Regions from separate parts of the Drosophila melanogaster genome. Here region 1 is linked to region 2. A link is a contact called in public Hi-C data. All regions are on one chromosome and are shown on one strand. The core of a region is the stretch at or near the end of the contact, and the rest is flanking DNA. Distances in the headings are between cores, read along the strand shown. Region 1 holds the start of lncRNA:CR45675 (long non-coding RNA:CR45675). Region 2 holds the start of CG43098.

Evidence for each region. Hi-C and Micro-C count contacts between places; a contact is called where the count stands out from the background.
Region 1: a Hi-C map of the Kc167 cell line shows a contact between it and region 2, with 1.8 times the contacts expected there. A contact is called at or near these places in 67 of 107 Hi-C or Micro-C datasets (the Clone 8 cell line, the D17-c3 cell line, the Kc167 cell line and 23 more) and 2 of 7 datasets of targeted methods (both in the Kc167 cell line).

Annotation. Positions count from the first base shown.
Region 1 is chr3L:3,706,422-3,710,691 of dm6, reverse strand. lncRNA:CR45675 (long non-coding RNA:CR45675) reads right to left here and starts at 2,129. Exons shown (of 1, transcript NR_124773.1): 1 at 1,695-2,129.
Region 2 is chr3L:3,657,594-3,662,095 of dm6, reverse strand. CG43098 reads right to left here and starts at 3,028. Exons shown (of 1, transcript NM_001259676.2): 1 at 2,372-3,028. The coding sequence starts at 2,964. The coding sequence ends at 2,482.

The DNA of each region.
Region 1 (4,270 bases), core at 880-3,379, 49 kb before region 2:
GTTGTCTTTCACTTGACACTTTGTGTTGCTGCACTGTGGCAGCAACACGCAATTGCAGCAACTCAACAGCAACACCCACTCGTTTTCAGAGTAGCAGCCAAGCGATACACATACACACGGGAAAAGTGCAACAGTTTCAAATCGCTTCTATTGACAACTGCAACAAGCAATGCAGTTGCATTGCAGTTACGGCCGCAACATGTTGCTGCAACATCGCGCAGACCCATTGATTAGGTGACCCTTGTAGTGGTCGCAGCTTGTCTTCCCGCTGTCTCGTGTCTTGGCCCCAATTGTCAATGACTTTAGCTGGTTGCCAGTGGCATGTTGCATGTAGCTGTTGTCTTGCCATTGATTGAATTACATACAAGCTCTCCCTTGGAGACCTTTAGCCACCAACGCAAAAGGCGAAGAGTCAGGCCGGTAAGCCAGTTAATTAGCAGCTAGTTCAGCAGGCTGTCCTTGTGCCAAATGTGAGTGGGTTGCACATGATGTGGGATCAGAAGCAAGCCAAGAAAATCCAATCAAAGCCGACTCAAGGATGTTTATATCTTCGCCACTCAAGATTGTATCTTTATCTCTACTTTTATATATATATTTCAGTGAGCATTGTGCACATAATCCTGTCTTTTAGATAACTTTCAGCAGCCGTTTCCAATTCGCAATCCTTTAAGCCGCTTTCAATGCGAATGGACAGCAGATACTAGATCACCATTAGCATTGCCTGCGCCCCAATCACTCACTGTCCAATTACGTAAGGCATCAACCTCAGGTAGACTGCTATTTTCCCGTTTTTCCTCCTATTTTCTGCACCCCCTAGAAAACCGCATTCGACAACGAACTTGTCCTTAAAATGTCAGCCAAAGTGTTCATTAATCTGTGCCCCTCTCGCTCGCACATTGTCTATCTCCCTCGTGCTCCATTTTGTTTACGATTGTGGCGCGTGTGTGCGTGTTTGTATCTGTGTCTAGTCATTGATCATGAATTCCATGAGCTTGGCACTCGCTGCATGCGTCATTCAAAACGGCTACCCCGCCTGCCTGGTACACTGCAGAAAAACGAATGCAAGATAAATAATACGACAAATGCCAAATATTTACTACATCCTATGTGCATTATTTGCACACTTTATATTCTTATGCGATATATATGCCTCCTTCATTCGCTATTCTAAAGAATTAACTCATTTGCGTACTAGCCAATTGAAGTTAAGAGTACTTAATTTTTCTTACTGTATCCATATGCATATGCCACCACCACCAATTGGCGACACAATTTTTGCTGTCTTTGGCATGTGCCACCCCCTCCCCCTGTGGTGACCAAAAAAAAAAAAAAAAAAAATAAAGAACCGCAGCGCAACCTACGCAAGAAAAATAATCTCTTGCCTGTTGCCAGTAGTTTGTAATTTTCATGTAGAAGTCGCGCCAAATGCAAAATGGCCCTGCGAACAGCGGCAACAACAACAAGAGCATTGAATGACTGACGGGCTGGCACGCCCCCTCAGGGTCCGACGCCCCCTTACCTATATGAATAAGCCAACCATCAATCTCAATTGCTTCGCGTTCTCATATGCGACTCTTCGATCATTTTGCTGGCTGACAGGCAACAGGAACCCAACAAAAGGCAACAACGGTAATAAAAATTGCAGATTTGTCACAGCAATTGTTGTTGTAGCTGTTCGGCCGATATTCTGGTTTATTCGTTTTTTTTTTCGTGATTTTTTTGCCAACATCGTGTGGCTGTAATTACTTTTTATGGTGGGTATTTTTATTTATTTCTTAAAGTTTTCGTACTTGGCTTGCCTTTTATTTTCTGTTCCGTTCTGAAGTTATCTCGCCCAAATGTCTACGCGTGATTAAACGCTTAAGTTGCCAGATATGATATATCCCAATCCCGGAGAGCCTGTCGCCGTCTGTTCTCCTCCGATCTGACATATATGTAGATATAGGACCAGATAGCCGGGGTTTGTCTTCTGGTTTTCGAAAGTCTGCGACAGTGGCTGCCTGTCGATGTTTGTTGTCTGTTTCTTGTCCTCCGTATACAATTTATTCAACTAGAGCTATGAACCTTAAATAAATTGTAATATATAAAATTAATTGTATGGGTAACTAGACTAGAATTTAATGAAAGTTAGTGAAATATTTGAAATTTTTCTAATCTATGGAATATTTCTTTAAAATATTGAAGAATATCACTTGACTTTATCAATCAAAAGCCCTCAACAAGTTGCTTATCACGCCCTTCGATCATGTTAAAACAACTTTAGGGTATTATTCAAATGAGGAAATGTTCACACGCTCACCTCTCGAACTTCAACTGAAAATGGGGACTTTTAAGCATAGTTTAAGGCTTTATTTAGCGCCCACATCTGACACCCTGTAAAGTCGTCACTTCACGCTTAATTAGGCGCATTGTACAAATAGCTTTATCGATGGGGCTTAAAATAGGCTTAAACTAAAGACATAAAACGTGCTCTGGTGGGAGAGATGTGACTATGAGCCAACCAAAAATGGTCAAAACATGAAATCCTATTAGACAAATTGAAATTACAAATGAGACAACAACGAAATTAATTTATTAATTAGTCACACTCCATTATGGTCAGACAAAGGTGGTGATTGGTGATGGGGGAAAGGGGGAAAAAGACAGTAGCCAGCGACATAAAATGCTGCCCACATGCGTTGGTGTTTCGGAAAATACTAGACAGATGGAGTTGATAGTGCACTGGAAAAAATTATCTATAAATGTGTCAAAATCTAAAATTTTTCTCTGTCTTTAGAGTATCAATATATTTTCAACTTTTAGTTGGTTTTTCCTTGTGCAAGCTCCAAGTCGGAGTTGTCGTAACCATTTCTGGTGTGAAAATTCCAGAGATCCAATTCAAGGCACGCAATTCAACTGGCTGCGAGTGCGGAAAACTTTCTGTGTGGGTTGCTGTTCTCTCCAGCGGACTGACATAATCGACGATAAGCGATCGCTAATTAAAATTATTAAAACCAGAAATGAGCGGCGGACAATGAAAATGAAATTTGTGCCATTCTGGAGTCGCCTATCCGGGTATCTCTCTGCGATCTGGGGTTCCATTTTGGCCCGTTCTCGGACAGGTTGTTGGCAAGACAATTGCCGGTTCCCATTGCCAAAGGAGTTATCATGGGAAACCCACGGCGAACCAGCATTTGGTTCATTTCTATTCCAGCCTTCATCATTATCAAGTCGGCTCACAGAGATAGCCAAACTTGGGCGAAGTGAATGCTCGCCGCTCCAAGGAGGCAATTTGGCCAAAACGAGTGGTCCAAAACGCTAATTAAGACTTTTTCTGGGTGTCAGGCTCTATACCTGCCGAGCATAATTCATATCTGGAAATCTGGGCCTCCTCATATTTCGGCTCAGTTCAGTTCAGTTCGCTACGGACTTATACAACCATCGCATTTTGGGGAGAAAGTTTTTTCTGGGGTCTCGAAGCATTTTGTATTTTTAGCGCCATAAATAAGCGTTTTTATTAATGGCAGCCCATTAACCCCGACTAATTAATTAACAAATCCCAAAATACATATCCACCGGCAAAACAAATAAGCCTGCTGCGGTCCAAAAAGTAACATTCAAACTGACTGAAGACTGTCCGATCGCAAGATGTTGTTCCCATCCAAAGTCAGCCGATGGTGATGAGTTTTCAAATGATGCGTATCAATTTTATTTGAATTTTTTTCATATCAAATATTTATGAGCGCTCGTTAGATCATTCATAGCCGAAAACTACACAGAGTTTGGCTTTGAAATTCAGTTGGCTGGCTTCGTAGGCAAAGCTACCATCTTCACTTCGGCTATCAACGATCGGAGTTTGAAGATCCCATCCCAACCATTGTACCAATTTTTTTTTTCTGCCAGCATCTTTTCAACATAAATCTGTAGAACGCCCACGTTCGTCTGAGTTCGATTTCCAAAGTTGCTTTTTGTTTTGTCTCAGCTCGACTAATTTGCGGTGCGTGGAATTTTCGGTTTTCTTTCATTGTCAAAGTGTCTTCTCGATTTGTGAAAAGCGTTTAATAAATGCGGTAATAAATATTTTCGACTGCGGCTGACGTAGACAATGGGCCACATTTCACTTCGATGGGCCCGATGAAAAAGGCCTGTGGATTATTCAGAGTGCGGTGGCTTATAAAAAATTCATTCAGGCAATTGTCTGCGTTGCAGATTATCTGCAATAAGTTCCCTCCCACAGGTCAAGCGTGCACATCAATTACTTTGGCACAGGCCCAAAAGATTTTAGGCCCGG
Region 2 (4,502 bases), core at 1,779-4,278:
CACCTTTTAGACCGGGACATAAGCCAACTGTCCGAAACTGTAGCGAAGGATCCTTGAGATATTTATGGGAAATGGGTATGGTATCTACTAGGATAACATGAAGGACACTGAAAGAATAGAAGTTTTTGTGTACAAGTTGGCTGATATCAAATGGGAACAAGGATCTTTTAATTTAATTAAAATTAAACGCTTTTCTCAGAATGTTTCTTGGAAAACCTCTTTACTTGTCTCTGTAATTAAAAAAAAAAAACAGTATGAAAACCCAACAAGTTTATAATCTTACTAATCACATATATAAATACTAGCTAGCTTTTTTTCGCCAGTGTATTTATGTATGCATTTTAATGTATTTTTTGAGTCATCCGAAGTTGGTCAGAAATCGTGGCAGGACACGCGACCCCGAGCGCATAATTTAATTTTCAAGGATCCCCGGGACGAACTGAGGGTTGGAAAATGCGAGGGACGTGCGTGTGACATATGGTTAATGAAAACGTTAACTGATGATAAACTGGCGAACTGGCGGACGGAGGAGTTTTCCTATATTCCCTCTGCATATTAGTTCCTGACATTATCATTAATTAGCGACGAAAAGGGGCCACAAAAAGGCGATAGGCGTAGTGTGATAAATGTTGGTCGCTCTTGAGTTTAGCAACGTTTAGCATGCAACAGTCGCAGCCGACTACCAAATGGGGTTCTATGTTGCACTACCCAAACTGCGCCTGGCAATCCAACGTCCAACGCATCTTCCACGGTGAGTCAGTTCGTGGGCTTTAATGTGGCCCAGGTTTTCTTCTTTTTTCCCCCCTCTTTTTGTTTTGGCTAATGTTTTGGCCTGGCCGCCCATGTGCCATGTGTTTGGAGGTTTCTGCGACACTATATTGGTTGAGGTACTGTCACTTCATTACGTCGCATGTGTTCATCTGAGCTGCAAATAGTAATTAGACTTGCAATCGTTATATATCAATTAGAATAAAAATATATGAAAATATATATACGTTCAACTATTTATTCCAAAATTGGAAAAGGTTTATCTTGGAGTTTTTTAGAGAGTGTTAACCAGCTCGACTTCGCTGGGCAAATCTTGCCTGGTTGTCTTTATGTTTGTTTCTTCCATGTAATTGGTCTTTGTTTGCCATTTGATGTCATGTTCTCTGGGCTTTGGGTTCTCGATTCTGCGGGGTTGTGTAGGCTGCAGGTTGTCGTCTTTTTATTTTAATTTTTTTGTGTTTTTCTTTTTTTAGCTCACAACGATTGTGCAACACGCAATTGCGATTGCTTTCATGGGCGCTGATTTGCCGCTCGCTGGCTGCCATTTGCATGGAAATGGAAATGTTTGGCCAAATTACGCGTGCTCTTGGCTCAGTTTATGGCCAATAACCCCCTTCTTCCCCGCCCCTGGTCGCGTTTATTCGCGCTATATTGTTGTAAATTATTGCGGCTCCTTTGCCGCGCTCAAGCGGATGTGCGCAATTTAGAGAGCTGCTTGCGAGTGTTAGATTGTCACTTGAATTGTCACTGAGGTGTTGGTCTTACTTTGGGCCTAACTTATGGTACGATTCACATAATAAGCTAAACAAATTTTCAGGTCATTTGAGCTATTAACCCTATATTGGTAAACATATCTGCAGTCATAGGAAGAAACAGAGGCAGTATAGTTTTTAACCATTTTACGATGTAACAGGAGAATTATGAAACTTGCGAAAAAAGTATTAAACTTTACCTACTTGGCTTAAAAAGATCGAAACGAAACTGATTTACCTTTATGAATACGAATGCCATCATTACATGCCTTCGAGGAATAAGTGAGGCGAGTGAATAAGGCGACTCCTCCGCGCAGTAGCTATCAGTTTAATTGAGATTGATCGTGGCCAACTTCCGTTCCAGTGCCCATTGCGAGTACATTCCCCAGAAGACCCCGATACTTGCCCCCGATAAGGGACTCTGTGTGGGCACCAGTCGCCCCGTGACATCTGCGACTTCTGGGGTCGACCAAGATTTATGGCTCCTGTCAGCCGCGTCCCTTTTCGCTTCTGTGCCACACTTGCTCTTCTCACACATTTGCAGTTGCATTGATTTTTGTCACTTGGGGCAGCCGATTGGCATCGCATCGTCGCGTGCCCCACAATTAATCACGAGTATCCGCGGGCATCGAACGGCTCCTCCGCCTCCGGGACAAGTATTGAGTATCTGAATCGAGCTCATAAACGACAATCCGCCTGACATATGAAGAGTGATGTCCAAGTCGCCGGCTGTAGGAATCACGGTGCCACCGCACTCAAAGATATCGAAAAATATTAAAATTGGTTAAACTTTCAAAAAAAAAGATTGCATTACAGTTGCATTTATATAAGAAAAACACATTCGCAAAGATGTCTTCCAATCATTAATCAGTTTTTATTTACAGCAAAACTGCAAAAATAAAAGCAATAATAACTAGTAAATTTACAATTCAAATGCGTATTTTTCTGGTACAATCCCGACTCAGTGGAGAAAGTAGTTTGCAATACGCAGGATCAGGGACATGGCTTTAATGGGATCGAGGCGCATTAGTGTGTCTAATTCTGGGTTCACCATCATTGCCGTCAGTATCTCTCCTCCAATGTCCTCCGGAAAAATCTCGTTCCGTCCCATTCGTGTACGCATTGGAGGACTCCACTGAGACACGGAAGTGTAGCGAACTCGACGAGGATAAGCAGGGCGAACTATTGGACTTTGCAATAGAACAGAGTACACCCACGAGTTCGCATTGGACAGATTCAGCGGCATGAAAGACCCGCCTAACAAATTTGGTATTGCAGGTCCGGAAAATATGTGAATGTCAGGCCTCACACGGTTGGCGGTCGTCAGTTCTTCAGGGATAAATCTTGAATCCAATATTAATATAATTCGCTGGGGCTTATTTGATGGGTTTCTAAGAAGCTGCACTACTTCGTCACGTTCGTAGCGCCTAGTTCTGGCGCTCATATTGCAGAAATTAAATTATATCTTTTATAAAAAAAAATTCCGAGATTAAAGGAGCTTACTGTCACAATCTCTCACTAAACAACACTAGATCACAACGAATCAGAGTTGTCAAAATTGTACACAGCGTTAGTGACCCCTGTTTCTTTAAATTTGTAATTTATTTAAAATTCAGTCAGTCCTTTAACACCATGAATGTTTCCATGAACTATACATAGTCATATATATCAAACTCGTATCTTCAATGTCAGAGGACAACCTTATTACTTCTGACCAAATCGTAATCCCATCTCCATTGACCGATATAAACGGGCGATATGGGCTAGGGTTGCCAGCCCAAGTGTCAGATCCACTCACTATGCCACACTTGAGCTGCCAAGGCTGCCACCGAAGGATAGGATTGCCAGCTTTCGGCGCTAAATATGGTAAATATGGTCATTAGTTTTGGCCGAGCACGACTTGGCTTATTCGCCCGTTGGCCACTTTTTGGCCATTGAGCCTGTTTGCGCCTGATTATTATTATGCTTATGCTTATTATTGCGAAAAAGCGATTCCGCGCAGCTGCAGCTCATTTATTGTTGTTGTAGGTGTTCAATTAAATATGCAAACAGTTTCGCAAATGTGTCTCGACTTGACCGAGTTCAAAGTCAGCTTGCCAGCGCATTTCCAGCGGAGTCTAGACTTTTGTCTTTTTTCGCTGCGAAAAGTTCATTGCCAAATGCAACCGTTTTCAGTTTCAGTTTTCTGTTTGCAGTTCGAATCGATCGGTCGATCAACTGCAGCTGCATTGAGTCACAAGCCGGGCTGCAGAGCCCAGAAACGGACGGCAGGGACCGGCAGACGGCGGCCAAGTTCCCAACCTCCAACTTCCCAACTGCCAACCGCTAACAACGCTTTTTTGTGGGCGGACACTGGCCAAATGGCTTTGGATACCCTTTTCGAAGGGGTGTCTTGCACGGGCTGTTTGTTAGGGGTGAATTGTAAAAGGTTCAAGATTTATGAGCTCATCGATTAATACTTATTATTGAACATAATCATAGGTTGCATCACTCGTAGTTTATACCGGTTTTACAAATATTTTAAACACATTTGCATGGGCTAGTCAGGAATAATATGTTTTTTTTTCTACCTAGGGCATTTGCCCTGTCGGTTTCTCCCCACCTTGGTATCCCCCTTTTTGTATTTTCGATTTCACTGTGTTTCTGGCTCTTATTTTCGTTATAAATTCTGGGCATAAGACCATATCGTTTTCATTCTGATTTTGATTTAATTTACGGTTCTCGGTCCACCGTCTCTCGCTCGGACACATTGAATAATGTTTGTCTATTTATAAATATGAATTATTTTGCAGCAGATTAGAGAGAACCGGGCTTTGCTGTTTGTGGGTCTGTAGCATTTAACCACCGATCGCTGTGCGCTGCATTTTTAATTGCTAATTAATTTCCCCGACACACGAAAAACAATGAGAGTGAGCGATAAGTGCGCTTTAAGTTTTCAATTACCCAGATATCTGGGGCCACACCCCCCGTGCGCCCCGAAAA